Regions from separate parts of the Mus musculus genome. Here regions 1, 2, 3 and 4 are each linked to region 5. A link is a contact called in public Hi-C and HiChIP or PLAC-seq data. All regions are on one chromosome and are shown on one strand. The core of a region is the stretch at or near the end of the contact, and the rest is flanking DNA. Distances in the headings are between cores, read along the strand shown. Region 1 overlaps Prkch (protein kinase C, eta). Region 2 overlaps Prkch (protein kinase C, eta). Region 3 overlaps Prkch (protein kinase C, eta). Region 4 has its middle 15 kb from the start of Gm8075. Region 5 has its middle 17 kb from the start of 2210039B01Rik.

The links. HiChIP or PLAC-seq counts read pairs in DNA pulled down with a chosen protein or histone mark. Hi-C and Micro-C count contacts between places; a contact is called where the count stands out from the background.
Region 1: a contact with region 5 is called in a Hi-C map of bone marrow-derived macrophages, with 32 read pairs. The contact joins two enhancer-like sites. A contact is called at or near these places in 1 of 484 Hi-C or Micro-C datasets (bone marrow-derived macrophages) and 2 of 115 datasets of contacts at active chromatin or transcription factors (bone marrow-derived macrophages and large pre-B cells).
Region 2: a contact with region 5 is called in an H3K4me3 HiChIP or PLAC-seq map of bone marrow-derived macrophages, with 3 times the contacts expected there. The contact joins two enhancer-like sites. A contact is called at or near these places in 1 of 484 Hi-C or Micro-C datasets (bone marrow-derived macrophages) and 3 of 115 datasets of contacts at active chromatin or transcription factors (bone marrow-derived macrophages, large pre-B cells and microglia).
Region 3: a contact with region 5 is called in a CTCF HiChIP or PLAC-seq map of CD8 T cells, with 8 read pairs. The contact joins two enhancer-like sites. A contact is called at or near these places in 2 of 39 promoter capture datasets (the C10 cell line and liver), 2 of 15 datasets of contacts at CTCF or cohesin (CD8 T cells and large pre-B cells), 12 of 484 Hi-C or Micro-C datasets (the 63-12 cell line, B cells, the C2C12 cell line and 8 more) and 13 of 115 datasets of contacts at active chromatin or transcription factors (the 230-238 cell line, CD4 T cells, Th17 cells and 8 more).
Region 4: a Hi-C map of cortical neurons shows a contact between it and region 5, with 5 times the contacts expected there. The contact joins two enhancer-like sites. A contact is called at or near these places in 1 of 484 Hi-C or Micro-C datasets (cortical neurons) and 2 of 115 datasets of contacts at active chromatin or transcription factors (bone marrow-derived macrophages and microglia).

The regions. Positions count from the first base shown.
Region 1 is chr12:73,735,748-73,738,453 of GRCm38.p6, reverse strand. All of the region lies in intron 10 of Prkch (protein kinase C, eta), which reads right to left. Among named protein-coding and RNA genes, the nearest start is that of Gm34189, 45 kb to the left of the region's middle. Within about 2 kb of position 1,328, at least 15 of the 459 cell types and tissues checked have an H3K27ac peak or open chromatin away from gene starts, as enhancers often do. A contact at or near this core is called in bone marrow-derived macrophages, where this site is marked.
Region 2 is chr12:73,754,509-73,757,208 of GRCm38.p6, reverse strand. All of the region lies in intron 10 of Prkch (protein kinase C, eta), which reads right to left. Among named protein-coding and RNA genes, the nearest start is that of Gm34189, 26 kb to the left of the region's middle. Within about 2 kb of position 1,313, at least 92 of the 459 cell types and tissues checked have an H3K27ac peak or open chromatin away from gene starts, as enhancers often do. A contact at or near this core is called in bone marrow-derived macrophages, where this site is marked.
Region 3 is chr12:73,709,686-73,712,385 of GRCm38.p6, reverse strand. All of the region lies in intron 9 of Prkch (protein kinase C, eta), which reads right to left. Among named protein-coding and RNA genes, the nearest start is that of Gm34189, 71 kb to the left of the region's middle. Within about 2 kb of position 1,310, at least 22 of the 459 cell types and tissues checked have an H3K27ac peak or open chromatin away from gene starts, as enhancers often do. A contact at or near this core is called in CD8 T cells, Th1 cells, Th17 cells and 1 more, where this site is marked.
Region 4 is chr12:73,809,274-73,811,973 of GRCm38.p6, reverse strand. No RefSeq gene overlaps it. Among named protein-coding and RNA genes, the nearest start is that of Gm8075, 15 kb to the right of the region's middle. Within about 2 kb of position 1,418, at least 92 of the 459 cell types and tissues checked have an H3K27ac peak or open chromatin away from gene starts, as enhancers often do. A contact at or near this core is called in cortical neurons, where this site is marked.
Region 5 is chr12:73,564,052-73,566,751 of GRCm38.p6, reverse strand. No RefSeq gene overlaps it. Among named protein-coding and RNA genes, the nearest start is that of 2210039B01Rik, 17 kb to the right of the region's middle. Within about 2 kb of position 1,316, at least 46 of the 459 cell types and tissues checked have an H3K27ac peak or open chromatin away from gene starts, as enhancers often do. A contact at or near this core is called in CD8 T cells, Th1 cells, Th17 cells and 3 more, where this site is marked.

The DNA.
Region 1 (2,706 bases), core at 79-2,578, 170 kb before region 5:
CATCTCAAAACTGCCCTTGCCCCGACCTCAGCTTTCCTCAGATGTGACTTCATCCCAGCCATTTCCCGGGCTCCCATCCTGATCACATGGAATCTTCACAATTTCTTAGTTTCCATGCCTCTATCCTTCCTGCTCTAACCTATCTGGCAGGTGCGCCCTACATTGACACAGGTTCAAGAGGTGTTCCTTCCTCAAGGCCTTCCCATCAAAATGACTGCCTTTTCTGTGCTCTTGTTGTATTGCCTACATTAAGCCTTTAAGACATCGTGTATGTGTGCACATGTGTGTGCACTCACACACACACACACATACACACATGGTTCAAAGCCCCAACAGACAAATTCTTGTGAAAGTGTCTCTTATCTCATTTGTCTTGAGTTTCAAAAGCAAACACAGTAGACAGCAGGTGCTCAGGGCTTATTCATCCTCATAATGGAATGGTGGAGAAATTTCCTTCATGGTTAAACTAGACCATGACTGACTAGACCATAGCCTAGTCTGCATCTGTGTGAGGCATCAGCCAAGCAGGGGCAAATGAGTACAGTGTCGTGTGCACAGCCTGGGGTGACGGGTCCAAACCAAGCGTACACTTAAACCACAAACAGTGTATTTATTCCATAACTCACAGCCCACCCCAAATACAGTAAGTGGAAACTCTATGTCCTGGTCCCTCGGAAGAGGACCAGTCAGGGGGCATCTTTCCGGAGTCTCTTCTGTCTCTACATGGCTCTGCAAACCGTGCATTGGCACAGTCTACCTCCCATGCTAAGAAGGTCCTCATTTGTAATAATATATCCATATGGTAACCCTTAAGCAAGACAAGTTAACTGCTACCAGTATTTTCATCTTTACCTCTGTAACATGGGAAAAACTAAGCCTGCTTTAATCTTAGATCAGATTCCCCAGTTCCTGGGAAGGAAATGACCCTGAATACAAAACAAGCCCACCAAGCAGAAGGAGCGGGGTAGGGGACTCAGGCAGAGTGGCTTCCCAGAGGCAGCAACAGAGGCTGCTAGACACAGCTAGCAGCTTCCAGCTTCCTCCTGCACACACAAGACTGATGTCTCACAGAAAGGAAAAGTGTGCACCTCCACCAGTCAGACATGTTACTGACTAGAGTCTACCTTCTCTTTCTCTTCCACTGTTGCTTGGGTCTTGATGATATCAGTGGCCAGTCTACCCTCCATCACTGTATCCCAAGAGGAGACATTGCTACCTAGGTAGACTTGTATTGCTACCTAGGAAACATGACTCCAACCTGAGCTGCTCTCGCCCTTCTGCTTCATCCCTCTCTTTTAGTGCCTCAGAAATAGGGAAGTTCAAAAGGTTGTGTCAGCTGCCAGTGCTGTTATACGGAATAAGTTAAAAACCATCAGCACTGGCGATTCTTGGAACCAGAGACACTGGTCTTTCAACACATTCCTCTTTTCAATAACTGTGTTAAAAGATGAAGGACCAAAGAGGAGACTTCTTTTTTTTTTAAGTTATTGAGGTATGATTGACCCCAAAAGATGCAAATACTTAGCACATACAATTTGGTATGTTTGGTTAAGTACCCATCCATGTAGTCATCACTACAACTGATGCATTAAACACCCATTATCTCCAAAATTGCTGCACTTCCCCTCCTTCTGTGCTCAGAGTACTCAACACAACACAAGATGAGCCCTCGTAAGCAAACTGAGAAACCATCACACGTTGTTTGTTATCAATCCCCGTGCTGTAGGACGGACTTCTGGAATTTATTTCTCTCTCATTACCGAAACTCTGAACACTTTGTTCAGCACCTCCCTCTAGATGCTGGCACCCACAAGGCTACTCTGCTTCTATGGGCCTGACTCTTTGGGATCACACAGTTAAATGAAATCATGCTGTTTGTCCTCCTTTGTCCGGCTTGCCTGAATTAGTGCCATATCCCTTAGGACCATCTTCACCGCTATAAAGGACAGCGTTTCCCTCCTCCTCTTAAAAAGCTAAGTCGTGTTCCAAGGCAAATTCCCTTCATCCATTGGTTGATGGACATTTAGGTTATTTCAATATTTTGGTTGACATGAATACTGCTATGATACACATAAGGGTCCAGATGTTTTAGTCTGTCCTTTGCTGTTATAACAGAACACCCGAGGCTAGGACAATGTATAAAAGAAAAGCGTTTATTCAGCTTGTGATTATGAAGCTGAAAGTCTAAGACTGGACAGACACATGTGGCAAGGTCCCTGTGCTACCAGGGCACAGCAGAAAGGCCAAGGCAGATGCCAGGTGCAGAAGACACAGAGAACAAGGGGCCACTGTGTGTCCCTGCAACAACAAATTCAGTCTGTTAAGAACTCTATCAACCTCTCTTTATGTCCTAAGGGCCTCCCCTGTGTCTTTGAGACAAGGTCTTACTGTGCAACCCTGGCCAGACCAGCGCTCACTGTGTAGATCAGCCACCTTAGAAGTCATTCACCTCTGTCTCCTGAGTGCCAGCATTCAAGGTGTGTGCGCCGCACCAGCCTAATCATTTCTTAGAGTCTTTCAACACTGTTACATCAGACGCTGAACTCCAAGACAGGTTTTGGAGGGGACAAATTACATCCACATAGCAGGAGGGTGACTGTTTCCTATGCTGTGCAGAGCCCACTAGTCGGTTGTAGTCTTTTCTCTATTTGTTTGTTTGTTTCTGGTGTAACAGGAAAGAAGACCTTAGCAGGGAAATGTAGGCAG
Region 2 (2,700 bases), core at 64-2,563, 190 kb before region 5:
AGGAAGGCTGAAATGAGCTCAGGGTGGGAAGGAGTCCTATCAATCATCACAGGCTCCACCCACCCAGGCATAGCCGAGAGCATGCAGGAGATGTCTACTTCAGTTTTTAAGGGAATGATGTGCTCAGAGGCAAACCACAGTTCCATCATAGGAAGAAGGTAGCATATTACGTGGGGATGCTGGGTGACCTGGAGATTCCCAACAGCTGGAGATAGGTAGCTAACTGCCAATTAGAGCAACTTCTCTAGCTTTGGGCCACTTGGTTGGGAGCCTAGAAGCTCCCCTTATGGTAGTGTCTGTAAGTATATAACGCTAATCGCTAGTCAAAATGCATGGCTCTGTTTCCCTATCCTTGGTCTGAGTACAAAAGTCCACTGGGCTGTGAGGACCAAGGGAAAGGCTGGTTTCTGTCCAGCTCAGATCGTGTTGTGGTTGAGGAGGGAGGAGAATACAGAACTGCCACAGCCACCTGTGGTTTGTTCCCTGTGAGTTGGCACAACCCGTTGTTACACCTTACAACGAAGCTGTTATGTCTTACAACAGTGGTTACTGGATATTGCCCAGAAATGAAAAATGAAGGCCCATTTTCCAAGAATGCTTTGTGGGCAGTGTAGTAGAACTTTCTTGGCACAGGCCTTCCTTCTGCTCCTGGGTTCTTGACGGCTGTCTCCAAGGTCAGGGGCATGAGACCCAGGTATGCGGAGTACCTTGTGCCACTTAGAAAGATGAGCTTCCTCTGTCTCTAAGCCTGTTCCACCTAGCAATCTCCTTCCACAGAAGCCACTGTTTTTAGTGGGTTGTGATTATGAATGCCACCTCCTCCTGGTCCCCCAATTCCTGAGACATGAGCACAAAAACTGCATACTGGACTCCCAGGAGCACTATGGGCTATGGGGAGTGAGGGCTGATGTAATTTTGTCACACAAGAAGGCCATGGTCCACAGTGGTTTCTGGCACAGGAGGCCCCTCTAATACCTGTCACCTGGCTCCTGTGGGATCCATGATGAAATTCTAGGGAAAGCATCTACTGGCTGACAAGAGATCTGAGAGGGTGTCAGTACAGGAGTCAGCAAGACTACAGGAACTGGCCTGCAGGGCCGGCCTTATCCATACCATGCCACATCCCAGCAGTGCGGGCCTGTGTGGGCCTGAGCTCAGAACACTCTTACATTTCCAAACAAGGTTATTGGGTTTCTGAACTTTGGTGAAGCCGTTATGCCTGCCCAAGTCTCAGAAAGGATCTTGGGCAACAGCAACAAGTGCTGACAGAGCCCCGCAACGGTCTTTCCAGTCTCGCTGATTGCTCAAAAGGGCAAGTGACTAATACCCCAGGTAGGAGGCTTCTTGCTCATTACTCAGCAGCTGTCATGGGCAGCAGGATTGTTTAAGGAGAGAAAAGTGCTAGGTCATCAGTTTGCCAGCCCTCTATGGCAATCTCCTCTGCACGGCAGAGTCTTGGGACAGCTCTTGGGCGGCACACCTGAGCAGCACAGGGGACATGACTCATTCTGGTCATACGATGCCTGAGGCCACAGAGGCACGTTACACAGCTTGAACTTGATTTTTCAGTCTAATTTTAGGCCTTCTCAGGACAGTGTGTGTCCTGGAAAAAAAAAAAAAAGGCTGGAGTGGCTTTCTATATGCTAATAACTCAAAAAAAAAAATCTCACACTGGGATTCCAAGACCATTCAATTAGTAGCATAATATAAAATCAGGCTATCAGCTCTGCCTTGAGCTTAAACATCTCATGCCTCCACTAGGAAGTCTGCCTTGGTACCCTAAAGCAGGCACACTCATGTTGACTCTGCCTTTAGAATACTCAGTTCAGACTTTCATGGTAGCACCCCTACACTGGCTTCTAGAAGGCTCTGGCATGCACCTTCCTTTTCTTTTGCAAGGCCTGCACCTTATTCCTTTCCAGGTTTAGTTCAGTCTTGACAGCAGGTACCCAAGAGAGAAACGGAGACTTCAGATGCCTAATGCTGGCGGTCCTGAACAACTCAGAGTCTGACTTATTTTTAGAAGAAGGAAAGATGTTCCACAGAATTCACTGAGACCCTTGTTCTGACGTGAACCAGCTACACGGCCGTGTATCACACACCTTGACACAAAGTCCAGAGGGAAAATAAGAAACCTGAAACGCAAGTTCAAATTCTTCTCTTTGAAACCAGAGAAAGGAAATTGATCTGGAAGGGGAATCTCAGGGCCAGGAGGGCCAAGCAAAGCCATTGTCTCTCCGCTGGCTCCCATCGAGAAGGAAGAGTTGAGCATAAGAAAGCAGACAAACAAACCACCATGGCCAGTATCCACACCAGGGGAGGGTAAACCATGAGAGGACCAAATGTAAAAGCTACCATCCTATGCTCTCTGACTTGCGATTACAAACTGCAGAGGCCAGGTTTTGGCTCTGGAGTTTTTCCTCTGCTTCATAAGCCGGCCTATAACACAACAGCCAAACACAACACGGCTACCTGATGAAGATTACAAGTTCACACAGGACAGAGGCTGAGATCCTAAGATGCCAAACACAATGCCAGCTCACCAGTCATTAGCTCACTGAGCACTGGTATTTAATAGCTAAGGCCTTTGTCTGGCATGCAAAGGCAGAGAGGCAGAGTTATTTTATCCTCTCAGCTTGCCTGAAAGGTACATTGTTCTTGCTGGGTAAGCAGGGTTACTTAAAATGCCCACAGTAGTTT
Region 3 (2,700 bases), core at 61-2,560, 150 kb before region 5:
AGGGACCAGGGCGGTACTGACTGACAGCAGAAAGCAGGAAAAGGAGTCTTACAAAAGAGCAGTACAACGGGGTCTTGGTGGCTCAGGAGGTTACTTGGGAGTGGGCAGGGAGGTAGACAAATGTCCCTCCCTGTGGCCTGGAACAGGAGATGCCAGTGCGAGGGGAACACACAAACATGGAGGTGAGCAGACAAGCTAGCTAGGGCTGCGACTCCTCCTATGCTGCCTCCTGACTTAGGCCTGTCAATTACTCAATTAATACAGCACCAATCACCAGCTGGGAGTGATGTGGGGTTTGGATCATGCCTTCTTAATAATAATCAGCAGATACCAAATTCATTCTACCCCACATAAATAAGAGTGCATTGGACACACAAATATAGCTTCAAGGCCAGCTCCCTATACGCCTTCCCAAACATGTGGCTTTTCTGAGCCTGACCAAAGTAGAAATCCAAGAACAACCTCCGAGGAATGACTGGTCACTTGCTGAGTCTACCCACATAGGACAGCTTCAGGCCTACAGATTCCTAGAGCAGCTACACAGGGCAGAGCCTGTTCTTCTTTGTCCCCTACTGTCTTCTCAGGGTGGGCTTCATATCACAGACACTCCATGTTACAAGGGCTGAGTGAATGAATGCTTTCCTGCCTTCTACCGTAAGCTAAGCCTTGCAACAAGGCTGTTTCTACTTATGACCGGCACTGGCTATTTCTGGGGCCCATGAGAAACAGTCATAACCCAGTTCTAACCAGTGATGAAGTATTAACAAGAAACTCAAGTATTTCAAAACTAGAACACATGAGAACCCATGGTTGCTACCCAAGAAAGTCTGGTTTTTACAACTGCATAACTGTCTACAGGGTGGGGTCGACTCACTCCACCTACAGACTTACAGCCTCAGATCCTCCCTGGATAACCATGTCTGTCAAGGTGAGTGCTTACCCAACCTCCCAGGTACTACCTGCAGGCACTGCAAAAACTACAGTGTTAGTTGGTTGGGGACTGAAGTTCTGCAGAAAGCCCAGCACATGGATTGGAGCTTCCACAGGATCCGGAACTTAGTACATGAGTTCAATTTCTCACTGTCACTTCATGAGTGCCAGTCTTCCTTTAGAACAAGAAGAAGGACAGGGATTTCACCAGACTCCCCCCTTTTCAGCTAAAACAGCAGAAGTCTTGGTACTTGAACTTGAAAGGGCAGAGGATTGGCAACTTGACCTACTGTAGTGAACAACCTGTAACTATGCAATCACCAGCTCCAACACTACCAGTCACTGTGAGCACACATGACTAAGGCTAACCCTGGTGAAGACTGGGGACTTCAAAGGAAATGACACCCGGTGCCACAAAACATCTGTCCAGATGTAAAAGTATAGGGGCTGCTTACCCTCCAGAATGTCAGGGGTGGTGACAGCTGTAAACAAGCCAATTATAGTTAAACAACCTCGAGGACAACGGTTTTAACTCTAGACACACCTAGTAGCCTGTGGACCAATCGAGACACGGGGGAAGAGAAACAGTTTCACCTTCTGACTCCCCCACCCACCCAACCCCATTCATAATCAAGACCATGTGACCCAGTAGCCCAAGAGATCAGAAACCCAAATCCTGTGCCTGGAGATGGTCCTCTGAACACCATCCCCAGGGATTGTCGGTTGAGGAAGTAAGCTCACACAACTTGGTCCAGACATCTGAATTTCACCCGTGGACCTATGTCCATAGCTACCAGCCTGAGAGAAAGATGGAGCATGCTGACAGGTTGGAAGCAAACAGAGCTGGAGAACACCAATGCCATGTTCTAGTTTGTTTTCTATTTCCATCTGAGCCAAAGGCAAACGAGAACAAATGACCCAGAAGCAGACCACATGGCATGAGAAGTAGTCATTGCTCAAGGAAAGGAAGAAACCTAGTTCCAGAGAGAGCAGAGGAAAATATCCTTGGGTGTTTCAGAAAAGGCCAGAAAACACATATGGTACACAAGAACAATTCTTTCTAACAACCCCTTTCTTTTCAGATGTATATACTGCACAGAGGGGAGATTGCTTGCTACAGTGTAACAGGCATGGCATAGAACGGCATAACCCAGGCAAGAAGCCACATACTTTCAGGTAGCCCCTTGCTGTGTGATCCAGGATAGATTGTTTAACCTCTCTGGAGCTCAGCTGTGCAAACTGTTCCAAGGAGGATGCAAACATCTTCACCTTCTGGGATTGTTTGGAGTACTGCAAGACATTTTGCCCAACAGGTATTTATCAGATAGCAGTGTGCACTTTCTGGGGCAGCAAGAACGAGTAAAGCATCCAGAGTGCACTTCAGTGAACTTCCAGCTTCTGCACCTGCCCATCCTGCAGAACGGACACATTCAGACTCCAACAATGATCAACCAGGCACACTGATGCTAGCAGAGGCCTCTGCAGACAGACCATCATCTCCTTTGTCTTCTCCTCTTCTCTCCTAGCCTGTAGCCTTGGGGGGTCTCTTCTCCTTGACCAGGATGGCAGAGTATCAGAGCACAGGGAGATGATGGCATGATGGGAGCTGAGTGTGCCTCCTTCCCAATCCAGCTGATGGTAGCACCTCAGGATGCACTTGGGACTGGCTCAGTAAATTGTGGACTGTGGGCTGTGGCTAATCTGCCCCTGCCCTGTGTATGCAGCTCCCTCCCCACAAGGGACTCCTTCTAGAGGCTCTTTACTCACTAG
Region 4 (2,700 bases), core at 169-2,668, 250 kb before region 5:
CAAGAACAAGGGGGGAAAGATGGAGGAAAAACCCCACACACGCAGTCTAAACCCCTCTTAAGCATCTCTCAAGTTTAATCTTGTGCCTTGTGCCTCTACCTTCTGAGCCACAGTTGCCTGAGAGAACACAAGGAAAAGAGAATGTTGTAGTTATTCATCTCCCTTCACCACATTGACTCAGGGTTACCTTAGGAAGATAGCAGAGAACAGGTGGGCAACCTGCCGGGGGCTCCCAATCCTGCACATCTCACCAGTACTTAGGAATTAAATAACATAGTATTTATAACCCTCAAATACATCTTTTCTTTGAAAGGCTTCCTGAGGTAAAGTTGGAAGTTAGCCCCCTCCCCTTTTTTTTTAATGTAGGAATCACATAATATACACTTCACACCTAAATTCTAACAACGGGCAGGAATGTGTGTCTAAGTGTGTGTGTGTGTGTGTGTGTGTGTGTGTGTGTGTGTGTGTGTGTGCGTGTGTGAGATGTGAGATACCGATTCTTCGGCAATCCCTGGTTAGAGGACAAAGGCAGAGCTGTGTTACTATGACCCCAGCTCATGCTTCTAGCCTCAGAGTGTCTGCCATCATCTCTCCCTTCCTTCACTCACTGGTAACTTCTTGCATCTCTCTGGAAATAGAACAGGAGGATTCTGGGTGACAGTTGTCTGCGTTTAACCTCCCATGGCATCCTAGTAGCTAGTCATACTCCATAGAAAGCTTTGGAAAAGTTCCTCTTCGGAGCCTGAGAACATCTGTGATCTTAGAATAGTTGTCATTATAAGAGAGACCCCCCTCTCCCCGATCTTATGAGAATCAGCCCTATGCAAAATTCAGACTTATAACAATGATCAGTGTGCTCCACAGGATGCTGTCTATTGCATCAAGATAATTCCCTTGATAAAGCGAGTCATGCCAGGCTGCCTTAATACAGCTGCACTTAGAATGATTTAAATTCTTACACATTCCATTTACATGAAATTTATAGGGATCCATTTATTAAACGAAGTGCAGATACTCCTATGCAATTCTGGGATCCTCGTGTTGCAAGGAAAGTATTGCTGAGCTGACCCTCTCCTTTGTATTTCCTTCTTCCAAATTTTCCTCCCTAAGGAGGAAATTTTTTGAATCTTATTATAGGAAGAACATTACTGAACACCATTCAATTATCACAATAAAAACAAGTGAACTTTAACGTTACTGGAAGCTTCCATGAACTAACTAGCATCCCTTTTTCTGTGCTGGAAAAGTACAAGTCTCCCTCCCCCCATCACCAAAGCATTTTTAAAAACTTACAGAGAGCTGAGAATCCCCAGTTAAGGCATTGGCCACCTGCCAGGGCCGAATGCTAATGATATCATGGAACTTAGAGCTGAAGGAAGAGGCAGCGCTGGGCGGCAGCCATTCAAGGCTGGCCTTGGCGGTTCCTGGACAAGTTATCCCAGTGGCTATGATTAATGATGTGCTTCTGACCAGTCTGCCAGTGACAGCACATAAAATCGCTGGCAAAAAACTGGGCAGAAATCAGGGAGGGAGAAGACAGCAGTGGGGGGGGGGGGGGGGCTGAGAGTCCCAGAAAACCCTGGAGAGAAGAAAGTGAAATGTATATGTCTGAGCCACTTTGCGGAAACTTAAAACCATGTGTGGATATGCAACGGAACATCTAAGGATGCTAGGGACCAAATATACACAGAGACCAGCATGCTGGACTGAAGCAGAGTGGGGAATCCAAGCATTTCAACAAGGTTGGGAGTGGTTTTTGAGAGGATACTGGAGCCTGCTGGAAGTTTACATTGCAGGAGCCCGGCCTGGTGAGGCCTGTCCTGACTCACCCTCACGGGGCTGGAGTTCACGGTCACTGCTTGGAAACGTTGACATTTCCTTTTAAAGGAATAGAATGTAGAGACCGGATTCAGGACTGCCCAGAGATCCTGTCTGAGCTCTTCTGTAGAGTCCTTCTTCCCCTTTATCTTTCAACAGGACTGAGCTACGACAGCAGTGTGCCAGTGGTAGAGATAGAAGACAAGACCCCAAGTCTCAGAGTGGGTCAAGTGCAGGGCTGGCATCTGTGTGTAGCCATATACTGGTCTCGCCTTCCTTCCCATCCTACCTTCCCAATTCCCTGTTCAGTTATCTCTATCCTATGTCTGTTAGCTGGGAATATATTATGAGCATTTTTCAAAGCTCCTTATGTGATTTTAAACTGTGGATAAAGATTGGTTGCATTTAGGAAGGACACCAAATGCTGGCGATCAAACGTCACTATCTTTTGCTAGTATGTTACCTGGGGTGGGGGTGGGAGGATGCCTTCTCCAGTTCACTGTGGTTCAGGCCACTCACTATAAGTTATAGATGGTCCTGTGGAGTTACAGTTGCCTGGTGAACTATAGAAGAACCAGCCAAATATGAATTTCAGGAAAGGGACCATAACTTTTAGACCTATCTGGATTTAACCTGGCATATATAGGGGTGAAATAATTAGAGACTCTGTCTCAAACAAGACAGAAGGCTGACTTCCACACTTCTGCCAATGCACACACATGCACAGACTTGAACACAGAGATATATACACACAGACACACATATACTACATACACACAGACACACATAGATACACATATATATACACAGACACATATAGCACATACACACAGACATACAGACACACACACACACCACATACACACACCTAGTCACACATAT
Region 5 (2,700 bases), core at 67-2,566:
TTCTGTGAACAGCAGCGGGGTGCAGCTGAGGGAGGACGCAGTCCCCTCCCAGAGGCAGTGCACAGCCCAAGGGAAGGGCTCACAGGTTGTCCACAGAAGTTTCATGTTCTCATTGGGTCCATAGAAAGTGCCACAGCTGCCACAGATGTGGGGTCATCTCTGCATCAGCCAAGACAACTAACCTGGCTTATAAGGAGTGAGTAAGGAACTGGGAGTGTAGCTCAGTGGTAGGACACTTGACTAGTGCGTGTAAGACCCTGTGTTCTCAGAACCACAAATGTAAACCAAAATATAATATAAAATGCATTTAGTGAGTAGAATGGAGACTATGGGCTAGTGACAGTTTAGGTAGGTCTTCAGGCATGCAACAAGTATTTATTGAGCACCAACTGTATACATAATACTAGGCTGGACTGGTAGAGACAGGTAGGATAGATATATGATTCTAGTCAGAAGAATAAACAGACTTACAAGGGTTGCGATCCAGTGTGAGATGGGTCCCAAGTGCTTCTGAGAACCCACCCTAAGTAGAGACGGCTGTGTGAGGATCCTTCCCCTATAGGAAATGGAGGATGGGAGAGGTAGGAATTGACAACCAATAGATAGGTGCAGAGGCTGAAGAGAGAGCAAACTGCCAGAGAGCACTGAAAGGCGTATCCTACAACAGATTGTAGAGGCAGAAGAGACGGGGCCAGAGGTGAAGGCTGGCCCAGGGTCTTATGGGTAAGGAGGTTAGATCTGTCTTCAGGAAGGTAAGAGGCCATCGGGAATTCTCATCAGGTGCCAGACACAAGACACACATTATACATACATTATACCAGGATCACACTGGCTATAGTTGTAGTGGGGTCGTGAGACCAAAATCTAGCAGATGTTTGACCAATCATTATCCGAGTGACCTAATCCGTGGCCCGATAGCACAGAGCGAATGCCAACAACTGGGGCACTGGAGAGCAGATGGGCAGTGGGGTGGCAGACCTGGCATTGTGTATACTGTGGTGGGAACAGAAGGTCCTCCTTACCTCTCAGCTCTTACCTAAGGCGGCTGCGTGTTAAACACGGGCTCTCACTCCCCAAGAGAGGGGAGCGTGAGCCGGCCTTAGGCGCAGAGAGACTCATTTCAGATGATTTAACTTTCAAAATACCCAGGGACTTTCAAGTGGAAGACGCCAACACTCCAACTGAAGATACAGTGGGAAACATCAACACCGAAGCGGTTATGCCATCCAGGCTGCAGGGGAGGCTGCTGAGAGAGCTGTGGAAGGAGAGGTCTTTCCTCGGTGCAGAGCTCTGGAGTGAAGGCTGGAGAGGAGACGGACAGGAAGACTGCCGGCATCATCTGGCCGCTGTACCTAGGGGATGAAGTCTAAGGGAAGCCTCAGTACAGCAGCTTCCATTAACTGAATACTGGTGAGGGTAACAAAAAGACCTCTGCGGCTAAAACCAACCAGTTCTCGTTTCCTTCGCCTCAGATCGTTGATAAACGAATTTGGACCCTCTTTGCATGTAGATGCTTTGAATGGCGATAAACCTCAGGAGGGCAAGATTTGGTTAAATTATCACAAACTATAAGCCTCTGTAAAAATGTGTAAGTACGAGGCTCAGTAGGGGAGGGAAAGTGACAATGTCCCGTGAGGCTTGGAGAGGCGCTGCAAGGGAGATTTTTCCACACAAGGGAACCTCATTTGAGACTGTGAATTTGATCTGGATTTCCGTTCAATATGCCATGCAATACTGGAAATTTTATATTAAGTTGTTTATATATTCATTGAAATAATAGCATGAATATTTTAACTATATATGAATAGAATAACGACCGTGACTCCTGGACGGACTAGAATTTCCAGCACTTTTCATATTTAGAAATGCATAGCGCCATCTAATGGTCACAAGTCATAAAAAGAAAGAGGAAGAAAAAATAAAACTGATACAAGTAAAATCTAACACATTTCAAAGTTGTTCAGTTAACTGTTTTTGTAAATAATAATTTTATCTCTTCCAAACTCACTGCCAAACTGGGCGGCAGATTACCTCCACCCAGAGTGTCTCTGTGGAGCATTTTAGGTTGAAGTATTTCCAAACAAGGATTTCCAAACATTTGTACATTTTTTTAAATCAAAAAAATCATTCTAAATACCTTGGATAAAACAGAATGTTCATTTCATTTTTAAAGGTATAATTAAGTTAAAGAGTTCAATAGAAGCCTTATCTTGTTTTTTTGTTTTTTTGTTTTTTTTTTTTTTTTTGTAAGATTAAAATGTGGCCCGTCTTCTATACAGACGGTAATTATTGCTGCCATGGTCCTTGCAGCCCCTTGAGACGTGGGGAGGGAGGGGTGACTGCGCGATTTAATGAAGCTTATCTCTGCTGACTCTGAGGCGGCAGCCTGCGACTTGGCCCTTCCACAGCTCAATCCTGGGGTCAAAAGAGATTTTCCATTGCTCAAACAGGCCACTTAACCTGGGACACAAGTGAGAGGAGCCACAGCAACCTCGAGAAAAGGTGGGAAAGCTGCACAGTCTGCCCAGGCCGGCCCTGAGGGGCAGCTTGCCTTGCTTCCCCAAGAACGGAACTCTAAACTTTGCCACCCAGCTCGGTGGCTTGCTCAGAACTTTCATCTAATCCTTCTAACACAGCTTGAATCAGACTCTAAACGAATTGAGAGCCCCAAATGAGAACTGATTTTAAAGTATATTGTTC